Linked DNA regions of Mus musculus: regions 2 and 3 are each linked to region 1. The links are chromatin contacts, called in public HiChIP or PLAC-seq and promoter capture Hi-C maps. All regions are on one chromosome and are shown on one strand. The core of a region is the stretch at or near the end of the contact, and the rest is flanking DNA. Distances in the headings are between cores, read along the strand shown. Region 1 has its middle 6.0 kb from the start of Gm32369. Region 2 has its middle 26 kb from the start of Frmd6. Region 3 has its middle 22 kb from the start of Gm51973.

Evidence for each region. Promoter capture Hi-C pulls out the DNA fragments that hold promoters and counts their contacts. HiChIP or PLAC-seq counts read pairs in DNA pulled down with a chosen protein or histone mark.
Region 2: a promoter capture Hi-C map of cranial neural crest shows a contact between it and region 1. The contact joins two enhancer-like sites. A contact is called at or near these places in 8 of 39 promoter capture datasets (the C10 cell line, cranial neural crest, embryonic stem cells and 4 more), 2 of 484 Hi-C or Micro-C datasets (the HL-1 cell line and nephron progenitors), 1 of 115 datasets of contacts at active chromatin or transcription factors (embryonic stem cells) and 1 of 9 other capture datasets (embryonic stem cells).
Region 3: a contact with region 1 is called in an H3K27ac HiChIP or PLAC-seq map of embryonic stem cells, with 8 read pairs. The contact joins two enhancer-like sites. A contact is called at or near these places in 5 of 39 promoter capture datasets (the C10 cell line, the HPC-7 cell line, cranial neural crest and 2 more), 3 of 484 Hi-C or Micro-C datasets (the G1E-ER4 cell line, hematopoietic stem and progenitor cells and uterus) and 2 of 115 datasets of contacts at active chromatin or transcription factors (both in embryonic stem cells).

What each region holds. Positions count from the first base shown.
Region 1 is chr12:70,673,835-70,678,643 of GRCm38.p6, forward strand. No RefSeq gene overlaps it. Among named protein-coding and RNA genes, the nearest start is that of Gm32369, 6.0 kb to the right of the region's middle. Within about 2 kb of position 2,142, at least 9 of the 459 cell types and tissues checked have an H3K27ac peak or open chromatin away from gene starts, as enhancers often do.
Region 2 is chr12:70,797,250-70,802,058 of GRCm38.p6, forward strand. No RefSeq gene overlaps it. Among named protein-coding and RNA genes, the nearest start is that of Frmd6, 26 kb to the right of the region's middle. Within about 2 kb of position 2,687, at least 85 of the 459 cell types and tissues checked have an H3K27ac peak or open chromatin away from gene starts, as enhancers often do.
Region 3 is chr12:70,766,408-70,771,216 of GRCm38.p6, forward strand. No RefSeq gene overlaps it. Among named protein-coding and RNA genes, the nearest start is that of Gm51973, 22 kb to the left of the region's middle. Within about 2 kb of position 2,499, at least 19 of the 459 cell types and tissues checked have an H3K27ac peak or open chromatin away from gene starts, as enhancers often do.

The DNA.
Region 1 (4,809 bases), core at 892-3,391:
TCTACCTATCCTTCTCCCTTTCTTCAGTAACCTTACCTGCCTCATCACGGTGACCAACAAAAACACAGCAGCAGTTTTGGTGCAGTTGTAGGAAGGAAGTTTGCTGGCACTGTCCAGGTAGGCAGGGCATCTGATAAAATTAATAGCATCTCCCAGGCTTCTCTGATTGATTCAAGCTTTCTTAAAGTCCGGTTTTTGGTGGACTAGCGATAGTCAGTGCTCTGCTATGGGACTTACATACTGGCTGTGAGCTCCACATTTCCTGGGAGAGAACATTGCTTGCTCTTCGTCTGAGAGGAGGTACAAGTCAGGGAAGGCTCTGCCCTGTTCCCCCAGACCCTCCTTCCTTCTGAGGAGTCTTTTCTGGTGTCTCCTGGGGTCCTTCTTTTCCACTTTGGATCATATCTGAATGCTTCTGGCCTGAAGTAAGGATGACTGGGCCTTCCTTTGTCCTTGGCCCAGGCCATCCCTGCCACTGGACAATGAAACATCAGTCGTTCTACTGCAGACCCGGAGTCAAGGCTGGTAGGTGTGGCCATGGCCTTTTTCCCAGAATGCACTCTTCCTTCTCACTTCTTCCCTATATCTTCTTCCTTTCTGGCTTTGCTGTGTCATTCCCTCCTCTAGAAAGTCCTGACTTTATCCCTTGCAGTCCTTTGGCTCTGCCTGCCTCCAAACTCATGCTGAGCACAGTCTCTGTAGTAGACATCTTTTCCAGGGCTGTAAAACCCTGATCTAGTATATACTTTACAATATACTTGTAAGCTGGGGAAAATAAAAGGAGAGGCAGGGAAGGAAGGAAGGAAGGAAGGAAGGAAGGAAGGAAGGAAGGAAGGAAGGAAGGAAGGGAGGGAGGGAGGGAGGGAGGGAAGAAGGGAGGGAGGGAAGAAGGGAGGGAGGGAGGGAGGGAGGGAGGGAGGGAGGGAGGGAGGGAGGGAGGGAGGGAGGGAGGGAGAAACCGAGTCTCCTACCTGTTTGTGAGTAAGGTCAGATTGATGGGCTGCTGCAGAGCCTCCACTACAACCTATGAGGAGAGATAGTTGAGCTGAGCCTGAGGATTGCCCGAGAGAAGACAGTACAGAGCCACGAGGAGGGGCAGAAGCTGCTGCCATCCCAGCCTGCTCAGCTCCCTTTTCTACCATGAAGCCTCAGAAAAGGTCTGCTAGAGACCACCAGGGAGACCAAAGGACTCCTCCACGGCCTGTGGTGACTTTTCTCTACAGTGCTCTGTCATGCCTGTCTTTGAGGCCTGGCAGCTGACATTTATCTTGGTCCCCATTGATACAGAAGCACTGTGCAACCTGCTCATCGCTTGCCATTTAAGGCCCACGGGGTCCCTTGGGCATGGGGGTAGGGAGTTCTGCTTGCCCAGCGCTGGTACTTCTGGAGACAGGCTCCAGCCTTAAAGGTCAAGTTTTCCATGCCTGTTTTCCCTTCTCTTGATGTTCAGCTTGTACAGTTAACCCCTTGAAGGCCCAGGGGCCTCTATTCATCATCTTCCACTGTCCACTCCTAGGAAACGATTCCCATGAAGAAGTCAAGAAGTCTCTGGGCTACTTACCCTTCAACTCCATGTGTTACTAGTGATGGCCGAGGCTCGCTCAGGAGGGGTGCTCTCACCTCCTGAGCCCCTTCATCCTTTCGATCTATGATTTCAAGTCTTCTGGGATGTAGATTTGTGTCTCACAAGGCTAGAGATGTCAGGGATTGGCTCGTGCTAATCTCAGTACCAAGGGGTTGGCTAGTGTTCTCTGGCTAACTTGGACAGTGCCTTGGGCCTCCATCTCTTTAGGTTTCTTGGAAACCGTTGTTATTGTGAGATTTGGAATGAATTACTGAAATATAACCAGCTTTGATATTTGGCCTTAACTTTAAGCCTCAAAGGCTTTCCTTTAAAAAAAAATGAGCAAATTAGAGATTCAAAATGAAAAATATTAAAGGAGGATAATCTCATTGAGTACCTACTGTGAGCCAGTACTCTACTCTACTAGACTTTTTTACATATGAAGCTGCATTCCATCCTGACCGCAACCAACAGAACAGAAAGACTGAAGGCTACGAATTATAAAGACTTAGGCTAGTCACCATGGTGACAGTGGAGTACAAATGTAGGTCAGAGTCAAACCTTGATTTCAAACAACTTCTCTGTGGACAGCGTCCTCAGATGCCTCCTCTCATATAATCGCCACAACCCTGGAACACAGGCACAGACACAGACATGACACTTAACTTGGCGGGTGAGAAAACTGAGAGTCAAGTACTTCCTGTCTAATGGAAACTAAAGCTCCCATTACATTTACTCCTCTCAAACACAGCGGATTTCCTGGGAAATGATGTGGACCTGAAAATGTTTAAGCTCCTGGGTCCTAGTTAACAGTATTCTCTTCACATAGCTTCTGATTGTCCCAGCCTGATGTCAGGTTATAAACAATGTGACAGCCTCCATCTTTGCCACAGCCTCCCTCTCTGAGGCCACTCATTCTAAGGGACGCCAGCTGTCTCGCTGTGAGAGATGATGTGGAGAGAGGCTCCTGTGGAGAGCAGTGTGGTGAAAGTACCTCAGCTGCTGTAGGATCCCAAGCCTTTTCACCAGAAAACTGCCATCAGCTACATCCAGGCCTTGTAAGCAGAAGGCGCCAGTTAAACATTGCTACAGGGCAAACATCATAAACAGCCATGACCTAAAACTACTTCAATGAATTCTTTCTCATGGCTCACTGGGCTAACAAACCCACGATTTCTTCTGCTGGCTTGTCCTCTGCATACACATGCACTTCGTGAGCTACAGGTTTAAATGGGAGTCACTCCAGGGATCAGGGCAGCTGGGACACCTGAGCTGACCTTTTGTGGAAGACTTTATCAACAGCTGGATAAGAGCAGGAGCTACAGAATGTCTTGCGGGCTGGCCTTGGAAATTGAATATCACCTCTGCCGTGTTCTATGGAGTAAGTCAAGTGAAGGATCCACCTAGGTTTGAAAGATGGAGATGTGAATGCTTGGTTTTTCTCTTGTTCTTGTTATTTTGAGCAAAGTCCTGCCTTTCACCATTGCTTATCATGACAGGTGCTGCATACCTCACCCACCTACCTATCCTCAAATTTCTAGCAATCCTCCGACCTCAGGATCCACATGTAGAAAAAACTTGTTTCTTGTTTCAAATGTATTTTTATTAAATTTTTGAGAATTTCGTGCAGTGTATTTTGGTCATTTTTACGCTAACCCTTCCCTCAACTCTCTCTAGATCCATCCTCCCGTCTCTACCAACCCAATGTCATGGAGTTTTGTTTTGTTTTGTTTTGTTTTGTCTTGTTTTGTTTTGTTTTGTTTTGTCTTTAACCATAGCTCGTGGAACCCAGTTTATGCTGCCCATATCCTCCTAGGTGTAGAATCATCCACTGCAGTGTAGTCAACCTACCAGGGGCACGCTCTTAAAGAAAACCAATTATTCCTCCCTCTGAAGCCATCAGCTGTCCACAGCCCCTCAGTTGACAACATCTTCAAATAATTTGCTCTTATTTTGAATTACTGAAACCCACCTTCTGACAATGTGTATACATGCCTCCCTTGTGCAAACCATGATCATCTTCTCAAGGCCCCCCGAACTCTTTTTCACTGACCACACAAGGTTCAAAGTTCACCATCTTATGTTCTGCATCCAGTTCAGATATGCTAAAGGTATCTTGTATCATAATAGGTCTCTTCATCCAGAGGGGAAGTGTCTTAGTTAGGGCTTCTACTGCTGTGAAGAGACACCATGACCATGACAACTCTTATAATGGTAAACATTTCACTGAAGCTGGCTAGCAGTTCAGAGATTGAGCCCATTACCATCATGGTGGGAAGCATGGTGGCATGCAGGCAGACACAGTGCTGGAAAGGAACTGGAAGTTCTACATTAGGATCCACAGGCAGCAGAAAGAGAGTGAGACACTGGGCCTGCCTTGAGCTCTTGAGACCTCAAAGCTCACCCACATTATCACACTTCCTCCAACAAGGCCACACCTATTTCAACGAGGCCACATCTCCTAATAGTGCCACTCCCTATGAGCCGGTGGGGGCCCTTTTCGTTCAAAGGACTGCAGAAAGATTACCTTCCAACATAGCCAGTCTAAGTCTATCTCTTTCCCCTAAGATCTGCTTCCAAACTAAGCCGTATACCTGACATCTAAGGAAGCTCCCGAATAGGCCGATCCTTCACTGTGAAGGAGAGAGATAAGCCACAGCACTGACAGGCAGTCCATAGCTATTCTTGATCTGTCTGATCAGGCTGCCAAGTTCTCCTACCTAAGCAGGCCTGGTTCCTTGAAAAAAATCCTGGCTCTACTTTTGACTCACTACCTGGGTTCTTTAGTCTACATTCTGAGATGTCTTTAGGGGAAGAAATGGCTTATGTTTGCTGTTCCATAGTGCTCTCAGTGTGATGCCTGACTCTGGACAGTGGAGAGTCAAGACTTTTCCTGTCATTTTAAACTGCTGCAGTGGTCTGGTAGAACACCTTTTCTTGTGAGCGCCCGACTCGCCAGCAAAGCAGATGCTACACCAGGATCCTTCTGCACACGTTTATTGGGAGAGCTTGATTGCAGAGGCGAAAAGACCCCAAGCCCAGAGCTGGTGCTGCTTATATAGGCCTAGGAGAGGCGTGTCTCACACCCGGATTGGTTATGCTTTCCACCTCATTTGCATGTTCCTCATCTGATTGGTTATTCTCTCTCAGTACCTCATGGAGCCTCATTATCATGCCCGGGCCAGGCAGTGACTTGGTGAAAAACTTTACTGCATATGTACACATTGGCTGTTTACCCAAACTTA
Region 2 (4,809 bases), core at 1,437-3,936, 120 kb after region 1:
ATTAATCCACAGGAGGATGGGATTCAGTAGGGGAGATGATGCTGCGGAGTCTACTTTTCAGAATCATGGAAGCAAAATGGAAGTAATTTTATTCCAGTACATTCTGGAAAATCTTATCGCGTAACTACAAATTCACAGTTACCTGTTATGTGCATACATGCAGTATATAGACGTATGCATTTGTGATAGTAACAAAGTCCAGGTGATTCTGGGACTCCCTGTGCCTGAGGAATTTCCAATAATAAGACAAAATCTCAATGGAGCATCTGGGGATTTCGGAATGCCTTGATGGTTAGTTCAGCTCCATTTGAGCCTGCTATTCTGTACACATCAGAGATTTCTCATGACATAAGTTTCGCACTGACTGGTCCTGATTCGATTTAAAAAAAAAAAAAAGAGTCTTCTTATGTTTATATTAAAATGGGGGATTTATTTATATCTGTGAGAAAATTGAACACAATATGAAAAAATGCTTATGTTTAATAAATCACAGGAGGTCTGAGTTAAGCATGTGACTAGCTAACAGTGTCCCTTACATAAGCACTTATTGCAGATGGATGTTAGCTGAGGTATAAATGAGAAGGAGGAAGAGAGAGGACAAGGGAAGAAGGGAAGGAGGGAAGGGGAGGGGAGGGAAGGGGAGGGGAGGGGAGGGGAGAAGAACATCCTAGATCTCCCCTTTGACAAATCAGAGGCTAGTATATAAAGGAAAACATACCACTTGGAAACATCATGAATATGACAAGAATGATTTCTTCTCAATAAAGCAGTTCTCTGTCATCATGACCCCTACTACTTTTAAAGGAGAGTGGATGCCAAGACCTCCCCACACTCAGAGCGCAAAGGTCTATAGCAAGTGGTCAGGGTGTGATTAGAACCCAGGACACAGATTTATCTAGATGTTTGGGAAGCTTCGTGTTTCCAAGCAGCTCACCCTACCAAAACTATGTCAACTACTTTATATCTGAATTTTCTATACTTTATTTTCTGGAATATCTGAAATAGCTCAACAGCTGGAATTCATGTGTTTTCTGTAGGAATTTAACATTTCTCCATTTAAAAAAAAAAGTCGGAAAGTGCAAAGAAAACTGAGCTTGGAGTAACAGCCGAGGCCTTTGCTCATGGTGACTCTCCACACTGTCCTAGACACACACGTTTCCCGTGTAGTCGGCAGTACATTCTGTGCTCTTTTCAGTGTGACCAGCTCTGCCCGATGAGCTATTCACCTTCATGAACCCCCAGCTCCCTCATTTGCAAAATGGAGCAGCTGAATTAAATGGTCTATGTGGAATTTCTTCTTGAAATCTCTCTCTGCGACTTTATTGCTCTCCGGGAACGAAGAGTTCAAACCCCATGGGAACTGGCCTGACCGCTCAGTGGAGGCCATCCAAACCTGATTTCCACTCAGTTTGGTTTGGGCACTCCACTTTTAAATTGGCCTGGGAACATCTCTAGAAGTTACCACTGGATGAAATAAATCCATCAAGGGCAGCTAATTAGCAGGAATACAGATGCCAGCAGTCGCTTACCACGGGAGCTTCAGGAGGAGATAGGGAAATGATTCTCCCCCGACCTCAAGAAAAGTTCCCCGGATTTGGCACATGCATGGGGGCTGGGTGCCAGGATCAAGGGCAGAGGGGTGAAGTCTGAGTCTCTTTCTCTGAGAACGTGTGATTCCCAAGAGTATCTCAAGTGACAGAGCTCTGATTCCCCTGTACCCTTCTGTTCAGAAGTAAGTTAAGCTCTGAACCCTCAAAATGCCAGCTTCTGCAGCCAGCAGTCCACAACCATCATTTCTAGCTCCTGGGAACGTCCCTTCTTTCCATGAGCCTTTTTCTGCTGGAGATTCCCCACCCCTGAACAGTGTAAGTCCCGTCCCTTCAGGACATGCCAAGACAGAATAATGTCCAGACCCATTCCTCTGCTGTCACAATGGGCCTGAGCTGCCTTCCAGGGCCCCGTAGATGAAGAGTGAGTGACTACAGTCCTATAGAGGACCTACAGACCTCGAGCCATGCTGCAAACATACACTCGGCTGCTAGCACGAGATTTCCGGAGCTGCGCAATGCACCCACACGTTTCTTCAAGTTCTGCTGCTTCTGGAGATGGCCTCCAAGACAGAAATAGGTACCTGAGGAAGATGTAGCATCCAAGCCAGCCAGCCAGCTGACTTGCCAGAGTTTGCTGGTGAACTCGAGGCTGTTTGCTGCTACGGGGCTTTCACAGCGCCACATTCCAGGGCTGCCGTATAATTTACTTTAAACACAGAGTGGCACTTAACCACGCCACTGTTTGTGTCCAACTCAGCACTCAAGGGAAGCTGCCTTTTAAGCCTTAACTTTTTGAAGTTATCTCACCACCACACGTGACTTTGGCAGCCTGGTTATTTGTGCTTGAGGGGGTGACTCAAAGGCTGTAAGTGTGGAGTTAGACGTGTAGCCTCCCTAAGGGAATAGGCCTGCCACTCCCACTGATCCAACTACACGGGGCTACAGGCTTTTCTGCCTTGCCGCTTTGCCTGCTTCTTGCAGTGCTGAGCTGCTCCCCTGCGACCCAAGGCCGAGCTACTGCCGGGATCAACTCCCTTAGTGCCACAGCACACCAGAATGGCCTGTGTCACCCAACTGAGCTTCCAAAGAGACTTGAATGTCTGGTTGCTCCACCCTGAGGGCTGTTCAGGGAGATGGGCGGAGCCTCATGAGAACACACAGGAGGCTAGATAACTCTGCTTGGTTAGATGCTATTCCTCACTGTGTCCGGGATCTCTAAACCAAAAAAAAAAAAAAAAAAAAAAAAAAAAAGTCCACAAAAACGATTCATTTCAAACCATTAGTTTAAATGTATGTAATTCGGAAACACTGACGGTATAGAAAACATACAACAGAGCCCTCCTTGCAAACCAGTGTAAGTAGGTCAATATGATTACCCCCACTTTATAGTTGGGGGACAGAATCTGCTAGGCATAGCTAAGAGCAAACGCCGGCAGAGGTGCTAAAATTAGAACTGAAGAGACTTCCCATCTGGGTCAAGCTCACGTGGTCACAGAGGAGACCAGCTCAAAGAGGGTAACCATGACATGCATCAGGTAAACCAGGCCTGTTCTTTTAGAACACAACAGGAATCAATGGCCACAACTGACGAGTACAGCTCACCTGGCGACCAACACCTGGCGATTTCCCTACATCCTTTGCCAGTGGGGCCACATCTGGGTGAGTCATGAGGTCAGTGAAGCTGCACCACTCAGATTGTCCAGTTGAGAGACTCTGAGTGCTGCGCTGGCCGTGAAGAGCGAGGGTCCAGAGAGGCTCCAGTCAGGAAGCATCCTCATAGAAGTGCATTTACGGGCACCTCCCTTCGATAAAGTTTCCTACCACCAATTATTCATTTGGTGGTTTGTTTGCCATGGATGTTTTTATTCTCCTTCCTGGAAATCAGTTCCATGGTTAAGAGTACTTGCTGCTCTTCCAGAGGAGCAAATTTAGTTTCCAGCATCCCTGTCAAACGGCTCACAATCATCTGAAACTCCAGCCCCGGGGGATCTGATGCTCTCTTCTGCCCTCCATGGGAACCCACACATATGTAGTGTACATTCACACTAACTTGGACACACATATTCAGATAAAGAAAAATTCAAACAAGGTGGGTGGTGGTATACCCCTTTAATCTCTGAGTTAGAGGCCAGCCTGGTCTACAGAGAGAGTTTTAGGACAGCCCCAGTTACACAGAGGAACTCTGTCTCAGAAGAAAAAAATCCTTAGTTTTCTTGAAAAATACAATGAGACTAAATAATGCTTGGTCCTCAAAAAAAAAGAGTTAAATCAAAATATTTATGTATTTATTTAAACAAAGTCTTGCAATAATATAGTGTAGGCTACTCTTGAATTTCCAAGTGCTAGGATATAGGATACCATTAAGCCAGATGAAAACTTAAAGTAACTGACTGGCCTCGATACACAAGCGAAGTCAGCGCTCTAGCACATGGAATGCCAGAAAGGACTAGATTGGTGTTAAAGTAAACAAAAAACGATCCTGGAAGAAGTTCTGCTCATGTTTTAGGAAATGAAATGCAATTTTAAATGCAGAACCTTTGTCTGGATGGACCAGTCAGCCCTCGTGGTTCCTCACAGTCAATCGAGGAAATGGCCTTAACACACCCAAACACCCAGATATAGTAGATTGTGAAAATTCGACCCATGTTGGCCACTCTGGATGCTGGCAGTACATGAATCATGCCTTCCCCTCCCAGTTCTGTCAGTGACTTTTGCCAAGGTCAAATTCACGTCCTGCGTTTCCCCTGCTGACAAAGCCTCTTCACCCCTCTTCAGGTTCGGTGACTTTTCCTTCTCTTTCTCAAGGTATCGCCATACACTCTGCCCATTGTGGCTCCAGGACACCCGTGGCCACTTTGCTCCCAATCCCAGCACAGCTGCTGTGCTGAGGAGCCAGGCTAACTCCTGTCATTGTCACTAGACTTTGAGCAGTCTAAGCATAAAGACTATGTTTGCTGTGCTGGGTGTAGACAGTGGGGAAACTGCTCAATAAGGGAGCAAGAGAAGGAAAGCAAGGTATCAATGCACAGCACACGCAGGGCAGGAAACAGAGTCTCAGATTTTCCCATCGACTGTTCTGAAGGTTTGCAAACTGCAGTCCTTCCTGGGAACCTTGTGGCTATTGCTAGTCAAACGTTGGGATACAGGAAAAATTCAAGTGTCTTGGAGACTCTGAATAACACATAAAAGGTAAACTGGGCTTGTCGGTTTCAGAACTGTCCTCTCTTTATTCTCAGTTTTTAAATATTGTAGTCTTCCT
Region 3 (4,809 bases), core at 1,249-3,748, 93 kb after region 1:
TTTTCTCTGAAGCCACATTATAAAAAGATGAGACCATTTTTCTGGAACTATGGAGGAGGAAGCCTCTGATCCCTGGTGGCATTGTGCAAATGACACCAGCCTGATTCCTGTCCCTGTTCCAGGAGATGACCTTAAGGGTCCTTCAAACTGATGTCAGCTGCAGTGACGATCCTATCCTTCCTCAAATGCAGCAGAACGAAGCGAGGCTTAGGTTACATCAAGTGGATAGAAACTCCTGGGAGTCAGGGGCTGCTGGAAAGGAGATTCCAGCTGACTAGTTTCACCCCCTTTTTTCTTTGTTAATTATCATGTTTTCTGGCATTGAAATAAAGATGATAATGACAAGGACGACAGTGATGATGGTGATGGTGGTGGTGGTGATGGTGATGACGATGATGATAATGACAATGATTCTGATGATACTATTCCTTGTAATTTAGTTCTAGATATTTTTTAAAAAATGAATTTCCATCAGATCCTAACAAAACTAGCATAAGGAAAAGCTGAAAATTAACATAGAAGGTTCTGCAGTCTCTATTTGGTTATATAACAAAAAATAGAAATTAGAAATACAAGGAGCAGAATACCCCCTCCCCGAACATTCATCTAGGATTTGCAGGAATGAGACCCAATGGGGGATGATAGCTTTTCCATCCCTGAAGACACAGTGATGTGAGTGGCTGGAAATCTCCCAAAAGCAAGAGCCTCAGATCCCCTAAAGTCATTATCATCAAAGGCTGGTCCCAGCTCCAACTCTGATAGATAAGCCATTCACCGTTCCTATCGGTTCTCAAGAGAGCTCTGGCGACTTCAAACAGTAGAGAATTAAATCAAAGAGGCTGGCAGACTCTAGAAGATCAGAGATGCAACCTCAAAACATCTCTCAGGAACAATGGAAACTCACAAAGTCTCACACACACACACCACATGGTCAGCTTGGTGCAGGTGTTACCATCTCTGGGGACCATGCACCTTAGCCACTGCCATTGTTTCTGACAGTGGAGGTCACTCCTGCTGAAAGGAACCCTCAAGTGTACAGGCTTCCTGGTTTCTCCCTCTCCCTTCCAAACACAGATGATAATGTGTCCAAACCCAGGACAGGATTCACAGAATGGAGAGCTAGAGAGTGAAATCGCTCACCTCCCTTCCCGCCCCACCCCACCTGCTCTCACTCTACTGGGAATCAGGTATAAAGAATACATGTGTGTGTGTGTGTGTGTGTGTGTGTGTGTGTGTGTGTGTGTGTGAGAGAGAGAGAGAGAGAGAGAGAGAGAGAGAGAGAGAGAGAGAGAGAGAGAGAGAGAGTTTTAAATCTTTACAGTGCTATTCATTCCATTTGCAGATGGAAAAGCCAAATTCGGTAGAAGTTAAGTGATTTCAGGAAGTCACACTGAGAATATCAATTACTGTGTGTGAGTTTTAAGATGCTGGTGCCTGTTGCTTCTTAAAATGGTTGGTTAATGGTTGATTGGCTATTGGAGGGAGAGTTGAATGGATGGTATTTCATTAGTTGGTTGATTGGTCAATGTCATCTTTGTTTTGGTTTTGACTTTGCCAATGGACTTCCTTATTTTTCTAATAAACTAACAAGAGCCTTCAGTGTCCAGGTAGGTAAAAGTGAGGGGCTGGGAGGAAGCTGAGGAAAAGCGGGAGGCTGGTCTCACTCTTTCCATCAGAGAGATAAAGCACCCCACTGAGAACAGAAGAGTTGCAGCTGCCAGGCTCAGAAAGAGGAAGCGCTGCCGACTCCTTCCTCATCAGTGCCCCCTGGCCCTGGGCTCAGGGACTGAAAACAGCTTCAAGGTCACTGCTCATCTCCAGTTTTGTTGATGAGCCATGGGCCCAGCATTTCTCACAATAAGTTCCCAGATATTACTACATGATAAATGAGTAAAAACTAAAGTCAGATTTCTCACCTTAGTAAAGAATATGGAAAATAACAGGTTCGTAAAAATTAAAGACATTTCATGCAGAAGACCCCTCAGGCCATTCTGACATACCAGTGACTTCACTATCTAGGTGAAGAATCCTAGGTATCTCACTAAAGAGATGTTTAGAATTTTCCAACTGTTTAACTAGAGAGCTGTGTTTTCAGTTGTACTGCTAAGGAAGAGTCTCTTCTACTTCCTGGTTGGAGTGGTCTTCAATGCCTGCTATCATGACACTAATTCTAGAAGGGAAAATGCCTTCTTACCCAGCTATTTTATAGCTAATAGTTATTGTAAAGCTTATAAATCCTGAAGAAAGTCTAAGTGTCCCTGGAGAGTCCAGACCCTCTAGGTCCCCTATCCTGAAGGATCTGGTTTATGAGGTAACATTCCTTAGTGAGGTGAGAAAACAGACATGGTACCCCACAAGCCAGAGCCCTCGAGGACTAACAACAACGGCTGCAGCTTTTAATTAACAGAGGTGATTGAGGGGGCAGCCTGCTTCCAGCCTCAATCCCTTTAAGCACCTCAGAGCAGCAAACATAAGAGGATTTCGCAATCGATAAAGTACCTCACTAGGCAGCATGCAGAGAGAGCAGTCAAGGACAGTTCTACCCAGAAATGGGTCTCAGCACAGGCTGTACCACAGCTGATCTATAACCTCACGGAACCCATAAATCTCACTGAGCCTATGTCAAGATGAAGAAAGCGCTGAATGTGGTGGCCCACGCCTTTTATCCCAGCGCTGGAGAGGCAGAGCTAGGCGGATCTCTGAGTTTGAGGCCAACCTGGCCTACAAAGTGAGTTCAGGATAACCAGAGGTAAAAAGGGGAAAGCCTATCTCAAAACAACAAATGAAGATGAGGAAGAAAATAAGTGAAGTCATGTAAAGATTTGTTTTTAAAGTACTGGATTGTAGTGAGCACTCAATAGATGTTAGCTATGATGGCCGTCACCATGGTCATCATTAAAGGTTGGAAAATGGACTGGGGGGGTGTGGCTTGTTTTTGTTTGTTGGTTGGTTGGTTGGTTGGTTTTTTTTGTTTGTTTTTGTTTTTTGTTTTTTGGTTGGTTGATTGGTTGGTTGGTTTTTTGAGACAGGTTTTCTCTGTGTAGCCTTAGTTGTCCTGAACTCACTCTGTAGACCAGGCTGGCCTTGAACTCAGAGAGTCGCCAGCCTCTGCCTTGTGCTGGGGTTAAGGGCACACGCCACCACACCCAGCCAGGAAGTGTACTTTTTGACTTCATGGCCATTTTCTTTCTAATATCAACCTGCTTCTGGCCAGGTCAGTCTTCTCTTTCTTCCTAACAAAACGGCATCTGCTGGCCTTTTACTGCAATCCTACTCCCTGGGAAGCAACTTCGTTAATCATTACAGTACTACTGAACACACATTAGTGAAAATATCTCATGATGTCATGCCAACTCAAAGGGAACAGGAGATAAAGTTATAGATTTGTGGTCATGGTGTGGTAAAAAGAATTCAACTATGAATCTAGAGACAGTTTCCGTTGCTCAAGGGACAAGCAGGCACGTGGCTTAGACGCCAAATGTTTGCTAAGCGATGCTTCCCATCCAACAATAGCATTTCGTCTACCTCAGTTCATTAACTGAGTTGCTGCACGGTGTGAAGCTGTGGATGCAAGTCCACCAATCACTGTGCAAACAAACAGTAAATGTACGCCATGATCCTTGGCCAGTGATGGCTGCTTTCCAAGTCTCTGTGACTGGTCAGTTCGTGTAGAGACAGCAAAGTGTGAGGATACAGAGCTTTCTATTCTTCCAGTGATGAACCTGCGTGGCATGGTTTTGAGGGTCTGAGACCAAGAAGAAACTGGTCAACAATGATGAAAGTGTAGCCAAGAAATGAGCGGAAGTAACGGTGGGAAAGGGTGTGAGCTGATAGTTAGCTGAGTTATTAAAGAGATACCTGACGTTGGGACTTGTTTCCCTATGACTTAGTCAGGGTTTCTATTCCTTCACAAAACCAAGAAGCAAGCTGGGGAGGAAAGGGTTTATTCAGCTTACACTTTCCACATTGCTGTTCATCACCAAAGAAAGTCAGGACTGGAACTCAAGCAGGTCAGGAAGCAGGAGCTGATGCAGGGGCCATGGAGGGATGTGACTTACTGACTTGCTTCCCCTGGCTTGCTCAGCTTGCTTTCTTATAGAACCCAGGAAGGACTACCAGCCCAGGGATGGCCCCACCCACAATGGGCCCTGTCGCACTTAATCACTAATTGAGAAAATGCCTTACAGCTGGGTCTCATGGAGGCCCTTCCCCAACTGAAGCTCCTTTCTCTGTGATAACTCCAGCCTGTGTCAAGTTGACACTCAAAACCAGCCAGTACACCCTATTTTCCAACTTTTAGGGTTTTAAATTTTTTAACAAGAAATAAAAGACTGCAGAATAGTTGAATCCCCACGGGTAACTATTATCACTCCGCATCTTTTGGCTTGAATGATGCTCTTCTCAGTCCTACACTATCATGCAGCAACAACTGCCTGTGTGATTGTCAACCCATGATGCTCCTGAGAAGTCTGGAACCTCCAGAAGGTGAGGCAGAGTGAAAGCATTTGCGGCCCTGCGATGCGCATGTGCATAAGGGAGAGCATGGATGGTTCCTAGTTCTCTGCCTGTTTCCGACCCCGGGCTCTGTGTTCCCTGCCATGAGGGAAGACACAGCAAAGCACCCTGTTCATTAAAACCATAGCCAACCCTGACTAGTTCCTTTAAAATTGCCACGTTTTAAAATACTCAGCAATTAGCACGCATTATTTGACACATTTTTTTAAAACAACAACCTCTCTTCCCTCCCGCCACCACCCTTCCCCCCCAACACACACACTTGATCTAAACTTCTGCTCCCTGGAGAGCTGA